Regions from separate parts of the Anas platyrhynchos genome. Here region 1 is linked to region 2. A link is a contact called in public Hi-C data. All regions are on one chromosome and are shown on one strand. Each heading gives the region's core, a stretch centred on a gene start, on an enhancer-like site or on the middle of the called end of the contact. The rest is flanking DNA. Distances are from core to core; before and after follow the strand shown.

The links. A called contact is a pair of places that touch in the nucleus more often than the background predicts.
Region 1: a contact with region 2 is called in a Hi-C map of skeletal muscle, with 1.7 times the contacts expected there. The contact joins two enhancer-like sites. A contact is called at or near these places in 2 of 8 Hi-C or Micro-C datasets (liver and skeletal muscle).

What each region holds. Positions count from the first base shown.
Region 1 is chr4:67,811,294-67,817,858 of IASCAAS_PekinDuck_T2T, forward strand. The region is part of intron 1 of KIAA0232 (KIAA0232 ortholog); the gene reads left to right. Among named protein-coding and RNA genes, the nearest start is that of KIAA0232, 10 kb to the left of the region's middle. Within about 2 kb of position 3,573, at least 4 of the 8 cell types and tissues checked have an H3K27ac peak or open chromatin away from gene starts, as enhancers often do.
Region 2 is chr4:67,764,507-67,770,914 of IASCAAS_PekinDuck_T2T, forward strand. It overlaps S100P (S100 calcium binding protein P), which reads left to right. Exons shown (of 3, transcript XM_005016233.6): 3 at 1,666-1,823. The coding sequence ends at 1,823. Among named protein-coding and RNA genes, the nearest start is that of S100P, 5.7 kb to the left of the region's middle. Within about 2 kb of position 2,600, at least 2 of the 8 cell types and tissues checked have an H3K27ac peak or open chromatin away from gene starts, as enhancers often do.

The DNA.
Region 1 (6,565 bases), core at 2,323-4,822, 48 kb after region 2:
AGCAGAGGGGTCAAAACAGTAGAGAGCATTTGTCTGATCTTTCCGTGATATGGCTGCATTCTTCTCGGTGGCGTTGGAAAGCCCCCATGTGTTCTACGTGGCAGAAAAATTAGTAGGTCTATTGAGATGGGAATGGTAGGAAGCTTACAGGTTTTACGTGCCAAAAGTCCTGAAGATAAGTGTCTCGGTGGGTTTAAAACGTGCTTCCTTGGTGATCTTAGTTATATATTTGGATTTGTTTTTTATTAGCTCTGTTTCTTTTCTTAAACCTGAGAGAATTATCAAAGAGTGATGATAGTAATCAGTAATGTGTAGTCTGCTGCTTTTGTACATGCACGTAGGAAAAGATAGAGCTTTTGATAAATACGTCCTTGTAAAAAATTCTCAGGGGTCTGAACAAAAAAGACTAGCTGTCTCCTCCTTGAAGTTACAGCTAGACAGGGACTTCTCTCCGGCCCTGCAGCAGTCCATCCAAGCCTTCCCTGGGTGTTACAGACGTGAGGTGTGCTGCTGAGACCTGCAGTTTGAAATTGAAACGCTTAAATCATGCTGATACCCTTCACTGGGAAAAAGAAACACAGCAGAACTGTCGGAGAGCTGGTGTTGGCATGGCACTTTGGAGGTGCGTGTATGCCTTCCTCTGAACCAGCACCCAGTGTTCCTCTTGCATTCTCCACACCTTGGTGATCTGCAATATTGCAGGCTAGCTGCAGTGCTGGAGTTAACCTCTCTGTTACCAGAACCTGCAGCAGCAGTACTGTGACATCTCCAGGCTGCTGTTGCAGAGGGATTCTGCTTGTTTGAAGGCTGAATCTGCTGAGTTACACAAAGGCGGCAGTGCCACTTCCTCTCTTACACCTGATGGAGAAATTCTGTGGCAACAAAAGTTGACCGCTTACTTGTGCTTGCCACCCGCCCACCAAAAATGATTTTTCTCCCATGCACAACAAACCGCTCCCATTCATCCGTGCAGCCACGCAGTGGATAGGTTTTGTACAGGGCCAAACTGCTGAGCATCTCCTACCGTTCCTTCCAGGCAAACGCAGGGACATCCTCTCACGGCAGCAGTGCACAGCTGAGGTGCCGTTTACCCTGCCTGGCTTTTGTGTCAGCAGGTTTCCCCATGAAGGTGCTGCTGCTGGTGTCATTCTTCTCTTGAAAGTGTGTTACCGCTAGGATAAAAGCTCTCACTTCTAGTTCTCACAAACTGGCACTGGTGCTGGTAGTAATAGTAATTGCTTCCAATGTTGTCAGTTACCTGTAGTTTCCTAAGTTCACTTTTAAAGTAGAAAATGCTTAAATTCCTTGTCTATAGATTCCAATTTGTATTTTTAAGCTTATTAAAAATACCTATTTCTAAATTAGGTGATGAGAGTACATGTCGCTTTTTACAGATAGGATTTTAAAAAGGCTGTAGTCTTGTTTAAACAAGTAAAACTTAGGTCAAGCACCACTTCTAAATTTAGTTCAAAAGCTTCAACTTTAGTTCAAAATTCAGTTTTGGACAGTAATAAACTAAATTGGAAAAAAAGGCTGTCTCATGGCGGTATACGTTTTTTTTTATGAAGAGAATTATTAGGATTGTATTGATAGATGGATAACCTCGTTTGGACAAATTCTAATTGAAATGATGTAAATGGTGCCAATGTTAATGATGGCTGGCCAGTGAGGCAGTATTTCACTCCTGTAGTTTCATACATCTACAAACATCTTCTGGTTTATTAAAGCAGATCAATATTTGAAGGTGTTCTTAATAGTCAAAAGGCATTTTTATAACAAATACAGAAATTTTGGGAGATGTGATAGTTTTGGCAGGGGCGAGGGGAGCAGTTTACAAGTTCGCTGCCCTTAAACTTGTCTGGTATGGCCACACAATGGATGTGTGGTACCAGAAATTGCTTCGTTTATCAGCTGTGTCAGCTCTGTCAGAACTGCTCCAGACTCCCTGAAGTTAATGGGAATGGATGTACTGGTTATGTGCTGTAAAATGAAGTTACTGCTTTTGGATTTTTTTAATACATCTTTGATAGTGAGCCTTGATCTCCTGAAAGTTTCCTGAGCGATGCTCTGAGACAACCATACTCTGTCTTGAAGATAGAATTTGTTCAGTAAAATATTAAGACACTGTTGAAAGAGGTTCTGCAAAACTTGCCGACTGATAGGGCTCATGAGTTACATCCCTACGTCCTGTTAGTGGAGAGCCACTTCCTATGTATTCACCATGTAAAGGCACTTCTAAGAAGTGTGCTGTACATAATAGGAACCTTTTCAAAAGAGTCTGACTGTGAAGCCACTTCCAGATCTTGTAGTTCTGGAAAGTGAAGAAGTTTTGATACGCGATGGACGTAGTGTGCTGTGACTGTTTGCAGCGTCCATAGGCTTTGCTGCTCGGTTGTGCTTTTCCCTCTATCTTGCCTCTTTTAAACTAACGAATTGTACATCTCCCAGTTTATTTTACACATTTCAAGGAATCAGACTACATATAGCTCACCAAGAATATCGGCATCTCAGCTGTGCAGCTGAACCTTGTGCAGGCGCCTCACCGGCTGACTCGGCAGGCCTCCGTGACTGTTTCCCCCAGCTCCGTTAGCGCTCTGCTCTCCGGCAGGATTGATGTTCTGACATCTTGTCACAAAGTTCGTGTGTGTTAATGTGCAGCTCTGCGAGTGGATCAGCTAATTGAACTCCTCCAGCTCCTTTTCTTTGGAGTGGTGTTCTTGTATTATGGTGAACATGAATGTTTTATGAGAACAACTGTACTGGTGCAGACAAAGGCTTTGTCAAATCCGGTACTTGTCTGCAGCAGCATCTGTAAGTGAGCTGTTGCAGAAGAAAAATGAACAGGGGGAATATTTGGGATACCTCTCCCGAACAGTACCTCTGCCCCGCACTGTTCTCAGTCTTAAGGGATTTCCTGAGCCCAGTGTGGTTTGCCTAGTTGGAAACTTCTGAGGGTCCTCTCCTCAATTTTATTTGGAGCTCATCTAAATATGTATGTTTTGTGTCCTCAGAATCTGACAAGGAATTCCTCATAGCTCTTGTGTGAAGTTTTGTATGGAGTTCTTGCAGTCAGTCCCTATCCAGGGAGGGCACGGCTGTTTTGATATCACAGGACCGAGGCTCTGTGAGCTGCTGTGGGTTAGCTGACACCGCACAGCCACTTGCTCGCTTTTTCCCAGCAGGATGGGGAAGAGGATCAGAAGGGTAAAAGGGAGAGAACTTGTGGGCTGAGATAAGGCAATTCAATGGGTAAAGCAAAAGAAAGAATGAACTCGCTGCTTCCCCCTGAAGGCAGATGTTTTGCCATTGCCAGGAAAGCAGGGTTCCTTCATGAGTAACGGGTACATGGGAGCACAGATGCCCCAACTCCCAACGTCTTTGTGTCGTTCCCCCATCACCAAATCTTTTCCCCAACTTTTACTGCTGAGTGCAACACCACACGGCATGGGACATCCCTTCAGCCACCTGGGTCGGCTGTCCTGGGTCTGCCCCCTCCCAGCCCAGCCTCCTTGCTGGCCGTGCAGCCTGAGAGCCAGAGAAGCCCTTGACACGGTGTGAGCGCCGCTCTGAATAGCTCCAGCACCCCAGTTATCAAGGCTGGTTTGGTCACAAAGCCAAAACATAGCAGGATACGAGCTGCCGTGAAGAAAATTAATTCTAGCCCAGGCCAAGCCAGTGCAATCTCTACCCCATGCTCCTCACCGTTCATGTATGTGTGTGTTAAGCACAGGTTGGGATAATTTAAAGGTGCATCCATTGCAGCAGCGTACAGCGAGTGGGCAAAACGTGAATGTGGTGCCAGAGATGGCTTTGGTTTTGTAATGTGGTTTGGTCTTTCAACTGCTGCTGGCTCCTCGTTTCTGGTTTCATGAAATTTCCAACATACTACTTAGGAGCTTGTTTCTGCGGTGAGCAGTGAGCTCAAAGCTCACTGTTTTGTATAAGGAGCTTATTAGTAGTAGCACGAGGGTTTTATTCCTGCCTGGTCTCCCTTCAAGTTTATCTACGTGGAATTTTGTTTGATTTTTATTGCCGAGTTGCTCAGTTTCATAAAGTCCTGCAGTTTTTCAGTTGCTCTGTGCTCATAGTCCCTGCTAGCTTGCTGTAACTTGCTAAATTCTTCTCTATGTCACTTACCCCATCTTCCAGGTCATTTATGAATTTATTAAGCAACACAGGTCCCAGTGCAAAATCCTACAGAACGGTGCTCGTGCCTTCCTTTGTGTCATCTTGGTTATATCTGCGTTCTTTCTCTTCGCTAAGAAAATGAGGCTTATGTGGTAACTCATGAATTCTTTGAGTAATTCCATTAAGCATTTACACAGGATTAGCAGCTTCAGATTTTCATTTGGATAAGCGTTATGAAAATAGGTGAGCAGATTATTCAAGGAAAAAAAATCTTGCAGTGACAGCCACTCACTGGTTTCTGTCCCGTGTGTGCTTCTCTGATATGACTGAGGTACTCTAGAACCTATATCCATTGTGAAAACAAAATTGTACCACTCGTGCATTTCTCAGTATATATATAAAAGTTAATCCTAAATATCTAAAAGAGCTGTGTGTATGTCTGCGACTACTTTAGCACTCCTTGCTTTCATTCCACTTGGGTGTTTTAATCTGTGCTTATTGTGACACAAGGCTTCTGAAGCTTTGTGGCAGAAATTGTCTGAAATGGGATGGAGGGAGAGGTTAGTTTCCAGCACAAGCATTATCAATTTTTTTGGTTTACGATAGTGTTTCAGAGCCTTAGTCATGAATTGAGTCCCTGCTCTATTTGTTGTACAATAACATCAACCGTCGCCAACACAAAAAAAGGCTGTCCTTGCTCTGAAGACAACACAGCCAAATTTCTTAGATTCACAAAGAATGTGATTAAAAAATAACAGCTTCTTCTGGATTCACATGTCTTTTAAATGCCATGTGAAATTCATTAAGGACACAGATTCCATTGTTCACTGGATTTTTAAATAGGCTTTGTTTCTGGGCTTTGACAGTGCTTTCCCCTGTGTGTGACTGTTTGGCTTGCATATTAAGGATTTGTTGAGATTTTTCACTGAAAGAAACAAAACAAATGACGGTAAAATTGATGATTCCTCCATAATACGTCAGAGAAAATGTGGACTTCTGTTACCATCATATGATGGGACGGTACTTTTGATGGTCAGTCTTCTAGAGGGGGATTGAAAGTTACTAAGGTGAATTCATAACTTTGAATGTTATTGACCACACATGATAAAATTTTCACTTTCAATTTATACTAATTAGGATTTGCAGATTTACCCACGTGTAGTTGTCAGGGAGAGGAAGGATTGTTTGCTGGCTTTTAATAAAACTATTCTGGGGAAAAGTACTGCTAAAATGTATGTTCAGCTTAACAAGTGTGGACTTTGATACTCACATTTAAAGAAAGAATTCTGTAATAGCTTTTTCATTCCTTGAAAAATTGTCATACGTTGTCAGAGATGGAAGCAAAGCAAACCCAACTTTCAAAAACGAGAGCTTTTAATTGTAAACTATGGCATGTGCTGGCACATTTCACCAATTATTAGAGGAAATTTTGTGTAAACAACCCTTAGGACAACTACTGTGTGACAAGGTTTAGTCTAATTGTGAACATCCAGAATGAAGCTCTGGAGGCCCAGGTGTGATGGTTATCCCTCCTGGGAGTGGAGGGAGGGAGGAAGGTGGCATCTGTAGCTTTATCTAAGAGGCTGACTTCTCTGTAGAAGGTGCACAGCAGTGTGTAAGAAAGCTTTGTTGCCTGAGAGTCTTTATTTGCAGATTGTGCAAAGAAATAGATCCTATTGTAGATCCTATTATTTTTTTCCAGTTGGGTATGGACCCTGGTATTGTGAACTTAACTCTGCAAATGGTTTGCCTCATTTTAAGTTATATTTTTATGATCTACAAGAAGCAGTCTTGTCCTTTAGTTTACTGAAAGGACAGTAATAAGGCACTTTTTTTTTTCTATTCCAATATTTTCTGCTCCTTTAAGTCTTGATATTAGGTATATCTTTAGGAAGGCTTGTTAAAGCATGAAGTCTATTTACTTTTTTCATTTAAAGGTGTTTGTTCAGAACCTTTCCATATAAATGTGTAATTTTCAGGGGCCTCTTGGTGCTGATAAAATACAGATGAGGCAACCTTAGATTAATTCAGTGGGTTTTGTGGTTTGGCTTTGTTCACTGTTTTCCAAGATTAAAAACGATTGGGGGGAAAAAAGAACCAACTTTCCCTCTTAAGTTCTGTAAAATAACTGCTTTTTGTACAAAAGGGAATGATGGAGAAAAAAGTTGGTGAAGGTGTGGAAATGTCTCACCTGGCGTGATTTTGTAGAGTTTGCTCTTTCTGTTGGGATGCTAGCACTTTCTGGGTGGGCCTGCGTCAGTTTAAATGAAGAGTGATTTAATTACATCTTTATTTTATTGTACTCTTTAGTAATCTTAGTGTAATTTTGCAGTATAAAACTTATCTGTAGACACAACTGTCACAAAGGTATTTTTGTGGCTCAAGATGCTCTGAATTATTTTTATGCATTTGTCACAGCAATAGCTACATCCCATTT
Region 2 (6,408 bases), core at 1,350-3,849:
GAAAAAGAAAAAGAAAAAGAAAAAGAAAAAGAAAAAGAAAAAGAAAAAGAAAAAAAGGAGGGGGAAGGGAAGGGGAAAGGGAGAGGGGAAAGAAATAAAAAGGGAAAGGAAAAGAAAAAGGAAAAGATAAAAGAAAAGGAAAAAAAAAGTATGCCAGTATTAGAAAAAAATACTTTAAAAAAAAAAAAAAAAAAAAAGAAATTTGAAACAACGATGCCTTGTTTTGCAAACTAATAACTGCAAGAAAGCAATGGAGAATATAAATCTGATTTTAGGGGAAAAAAAAAAAGTTACTGTTTTACCTGCATTTTACTAACTTTTTTTTTTTTTCCAAGAATATTCTGAGAAATAGGGTCCTTTAAATACACCTGTTTTATATCAATATGTCTGTTTTTAGGATTAGTTACATCTAGCAGAGCTCACAACTGCCTGGAAAGATCTTGAGTCAATCAGAAGCAAAAGTAAATCCATGTCATAAGACTGAAGGGTTGGACTAGGTTATAAAGAGTTTGAAAAAAAGATAATTCCCACATCAGAAGTAAAATTCAGAAGTAAAAACTAGTTCATGTGCTTCACTAAATAGTTTTAAATATGCATTTATAAATTCAAAATTTATGATTGAAAAGAAATAGAATTTTCCAGACACATTCATCGATCAACTCTGGGCAATTGCTTCAATTTTTAGGGATCTAAAGGTGCACATTTTTTAAAGTGAAACATGAAATTACAGAATGAAATATTTAATCAGACCGTGATCAAGCAGCGCCTCCAGGCACTTCCTTGAACATTTCCAAAAGTTTTTATATATTCTTTCGATTATAATAGCAGATTTTGGGTTGTTTAGCTTCTACAAAAGTCCCACGGTAGTTTCCTATGTTCCATGGGTCTCTACTGCCATCCCCTGTTTATTTTTCAAACTGCGTTATTCCTAAAATTGGAGTTGATCAGTGCCGCGATTCAAGCCAAAACAGACCTCCTGTGAGTTTTCTAGAAATTTTATTTATTTATTTGTCAAAACGTATCCATATATACATATATATCTTTTTACTTGGTCATTGTCTTGCTTGCTACCATCCTCACGACGGACTGGACTGGTGAGGCAGGCGGAAAGATGCCAAGTTGGAAAGAATAAAGTTTATTTTCTAACACTTTTGCCTGTGGTACCCGCAGCCCGGGCCCAGGGAGCACCCTGGTACTGCTTAGGCTGTTCACATCCTTGCCGGGATGGCAGTGCTTGAAGCTTACATCCAACATTTGCCCCAAGGAAAACATCATTTTGGCTTTTTCTGGGCTGCAAAGCACATGAGCTCAGGCAGAGCCCTTCAGGGGAGGGTTTGGGGAATGCACGGGGTTGAACTCAGCTGTGTAATGTCTTTGGGGCTGTGGACAACACAGCTTTAACCATGATGACAGCTGTTTTAAAGGTAGAAAACTTGCCTCTCTGTGCTGCTGCATGGCCACTGCTCCCAGGTGCAGTAAAGCCAGGAGCATGCCTTTAGCAGGAGGCGATGCGCTTACTGCTTCCTTTAGCACCCTCTCCATGGGGATGCCAGCAGCACACACACAAACTTGTCCCCAGTGCCACCTGAAGCCCCTGACCTCTGTGTGCTCCCTGTGATGCTTCTGGGCTTTGTGCATCCCCCCCACTGCAGCCCACTCCTTTTCTTTTGCAGACAGGGAAGAACAAGGACGCTACTGATGAAGTCTTCAGGAATCTGGATGAAAACGGTGATTCCCAAGTGGACTTCAAAGAATTTGTCATCTTTGTGGCAGCTCTGACTTGCTGCTGTCATAAATATTTTGAGCAGAAAGCAGCCAAATAGTTGTCGAAATGCTCACAAGACACTGTCTTTGCCTGTGCTCCATATGTTAATGCTATGGATCCTGTCATCCTTTCCATGTACTGTGCTGCAGTTTACAAGCATGCTGGGCTGTAAAAATAAATCCTCCAGTGCTTACATCCCTGTCTTGAATGCTAAAATCTACTCCTTTGTGGAAGGGCCTGGGCTTAATGGGTCCCACTAACAAGTACGGAGCAGTTTCTCTCTTTCTCTGCTTTTTGAAATGCTGTTCTTAGCCAAAAGGCTCAATATCCTCCCCAGGGCAGGGCAGTAATCTGCCTCTCCAAGCTCGCATGGATTTATTTCCTATTACAAGATAAGGCCCTTGTACCAGTACAGTGATATTGCCGTGCAGTTGCAAGGTAGATGGGGTTGCACACTGCAACCATAGAATCACAGAAGGGTTTGGGTTGGAAAGGACCTTAAAGACAACCCAGTTAAACCCCCTGCCATGGGCAGGGACACCTCCCACCAGACCAGGCTGCCCAAAGCCCCATCCAACCATGAAATAATGCTGAGTAAGGCTGAAGCTAAGCCACAGGTTTGACCCATTCATAACCACGTGGAGGTGGGCATATGGTGAAGTGTATTCATCCTTTTGGGAACCCACTGAGAAAAATTTGGGCCTATTGGATTACTTTGGGCTGTTTTAGGCTGTCCTTTTACCTAGCCACCTTTCATGCCTCAGTTGGCTCTACGAACTAAACAGTGCAAGCACCACCTAAAACTTCATTCCTAACACCTCGGGCACAGGATCCCAGTGCATATTACTGGATGTGACAGCTGGCTGCTTCAGGAAAGGGGCTGCCCTTCTCTTCCCCATCACTGCGTGGGATGAAGTAACCACCATCCAAGGGCCGGGATTCCCCTTGGTCCCCACTAGCTGCTGGCAGGACGCTGAGCCCCTTGCCCCCCTCATACCCTTTGCCACATGTGTCTGGTGTTCACCCCAGCACCACACCAGGCACAGCGGCCACCCGCAGTGGGTGCAGGGGTGGTCCTCAAGTGCCCATCCCCTGCCCCAGGGACCACAGGAATGCGTCTCCACTCCAGCACTGCTACAGACAGAGCTCACGCAACACAACATTTAGAGCAAGGGCCCGACGTCTGTCCCCACATCATTTTGGTCATGCTGGATGACACTCGGGAGGATACTGAGGTCCCAGAGACAAGTACATCACACACATTACACCTGCAGGAGTACCATTGCTTGCTTTGTTGGCAGTGGCCATTTCTCTGCACCACCCAAGCAAGACAACTACTAAATATGAAAAGGCACAAAATTCTCGCCAAGCCAGGGATCCCAAATCAGCCTTTTCTCCTTATCTTTTCATTTGTTTGAGGCATCTTCACAGCTCTAATCCAGTATGACCACACCTGATGAGTGCTGTGCAGCTCAGCCCTTGCCAGGCTGGCAGAGCCCAGGATCCCCTCACTCACTGGTTCGTCAGGGCTCACCTGAGAAAAGCACTTTCCTCATTGTGAAGGCAGTTGATTATCATTTATGAATTATATGAATGTTACATATTCAGAGGTATTTACAGAGGAAAATTTCATGCATAGCATGGCTGGGTAGCCAGCTATATAAACCATCCTCAGCTGAGGAAATTCAGTTGTGTTCGTTACTTTATTTTAAAAAATGTATTTATCCTTTTATCATTTAGCATTAGTATCTAAAAGGTTTCCTCTGCATTGCTTCACATCCATCCTCACAGAAATTATGGTTTGTTACCACTGTGTGGCACTACATGCAGCCATTTCAGTGCCTGCTGAGTCTAAAACTCTCCATCACAACTGAGGCAGAATTTGAACTGGTGGTAAAACTCAAAACAAAACACAGGTGTGCTTTGCACCGTGGCAATCTCCTCTCTGAATCATCGCTGTATGTCCCATGGAGAGCAGGACAATTTGTCCACAATGGGCATTTCACCGAGCCCTGTGGAGACTGCACCTCCTGGGCATTGCTGTACCCTGCAGCCACCCAAGGAGTGCTGCCCCTTGCTTGCCAGTCTCAGGTCTCTGGGGAAATCACCGCAGCACAGTTCAAAACACCACTGTGATCCCCTTTCAAATGCATCTTTTAAAGAGCACACAGGTGAAAAGCTGTCCTGTCAGCCAAGAGATTCACCTTATTACTCCATTTTATGTCTAATTTCAAAGAACGCACTGTTCGGTGGTGAGAGCTGTATCCCATTATGAGCAGTACTGTAATTTATCCTAAATTGCACTCTTATTTCCTAGACTCCCTGCTTCTGGTGTCTGCTAGCCTCACAACTGCACTCACTCTCTAATTCCATTTTGCCCCTTTTCCTGATTTTGTGAGGTTTTACCCGTGCTTGTAAGACATTTGAAGGCCTGCTTTACTCCACTTGGCCACAGTACAAAGCTAAACCCTTTTTGACCCATCACCCCCACAGACTCTGAAACACCCTAAATGTTAGCACAGTGCTGAGCTAAAGCATGCTGCCTTTTGTGGGGGAGGACCTGAGCTTTCTCTCTTGCCACCAACTTAAGCATGCTAGGAAGAGAGTGGGATATCATTTTTTTCATTGTTCCTGCAGCCCCCAATCCTGTAAACCCTTAGGTTTGTGTTTAACTCCCATCAGGTCCCAAGGTCCCACCAGCGGTACCTGTGGGGATACCTGGAGAGCTACAGGAGCACCCCTGGGATTGCAGAGCCCTGCTTACTCCAGGGCCATGGGCTGATTGGAGAACCAGAGGGAGCCTCCCATGTTCACTGCTGCAGAGAGGGGGACAAAAAGGATTTGTATTTTTTTGGTGTTTTGTTGTGTGTGTTGTTTTTTTGTTTTGTTTTTTTTTTTAACCTGCAGATCTTTCAAAAGCTCTAACTCTGTGATGAATATTCATTTCAATGTAGTACTGAAAATTCAACTGATGACACCTCAAAGAGAAAATGATCCAGGAATAAAAGAAATTAACATATAGCTCCCACCTTAGCCTAGAACAAAAGTGACTTTTCAGAATATATTATTCAACCTAAAAGCATTTCGGTAGAGACACTTTAATATCTTTCAATCCACTGATTTTCTTCCCCAGTACTATTAATTTCCTCCAAATCTACCCAGAATGTGCCATGCATTTCCTTCCCTGGATAAACTTTTATAATTCAGAGTTTGAGTTGCAGAGATGCTAGACCTGTTTTTGTGCCTACAGGTTAATCTTAGCTCTTAGGCCCGAGTATTATGCGGGACAAGATCATTTAAGAAACAGTATAAGGCAGCTTCAAGGGAAAGAAAACGATAAGATAAATAGCAGCTCAGCAAATATGAGCTAACAGTTGCTGGCAGCAAACATTTCGTTTAGTTTTGTTAACAGAAAATAAAAGATTTGGGAGAAAAATTATTACAAATAAAGATTTGGGAAATCATCTGTGGTGAGTTTCAAATTAGGCAAGGCTTATAAAGGCAAGACTACCAAATAGGTAGTTTTATTACCTTCCACAGAACAATATACATTTACATTAACAGAAGATACCTTCAAGAGATTAAGATACTCTGGTATAGATAGTTGTCATTTTGACATTTGGTGGGGTTCTGTTAAGCCTTTTCAGTTTTAAAAATGAGTGTATATACAGAAGATATACAATCGGCGTAATGCTACCTAACCCTGAAGACACTTACCTTGTGGTTTTGCCTGTGAAGATTCCTCATTATTTTACCTTCAAAATAATCATGGAGAAAAATAAGGATTCATGGAGAAAAAAAAAAAAAATGCATCACCCAGGCAAGCACTGTGTCTTTCCAGTAAGCCCAGTTTGGGACTGGAAACCAGACACTTCTCTCCCCCTGCATATCTGCAAAAGCCACACTGGCAATATGGACCTTCAACACCTGACCCAGATTGCCAAGATCAAGCCCTTTACAAAATGCACTTTAGCTCCCTGTTTCCATATAAAAAGTGAGTAGAGAAGGAGGAGGGGGTGGAGGAGGAGGAGAAGTTACCTGTCTTTTATGCAATAGTCTCATGGTAAAACACTCTTGTAAGAGCTGGGAAATTGCATTCAAGTCTTTCCTCAAGTGAAACCCACACGTGTCAGCTGAGTGCGCTACATTGCAGGATCAGGGCTAGCATCAGGGCACCTGCCACCTGCTCCCCCCATTGCACAAGAGACAGGTAAGGCCTGAACTAGGGCAGGCGAGAGGCAGCACATCTCTGTAGCCTGGCAGATCGAGTATTTTGCCAGCAGTGCAGGGGTCTGCATAGTTTGTAGGGTCAGACTTTATATTTTAATCGATACCTACTTAAAACAGACATCTGGCATAATTAAAAGTTCTTGTCAGGTGAGTTCTCAAGCCACTGATGGGCTGAGCTACACTCCAGCTCCATCCCTCTCTCTAGATCCCATGCAGCAGGCTGGAAGGGTCTCAGCAGAGCAGGAGACATCTCCTCCTCCTCCTCCTCTTCCTCTTCCTCCTCCTCCTTCAGCTCAGAGTAGATGGCCACCCCTCTAAGGTGGTGTAACGTGGTGGGTGATGCTTGACTCAGCAAAATCCTGCCAGCACATCCCCATCCCTGGGTGTGTGCAGTGCTTCAGGAAGCTCTAAAA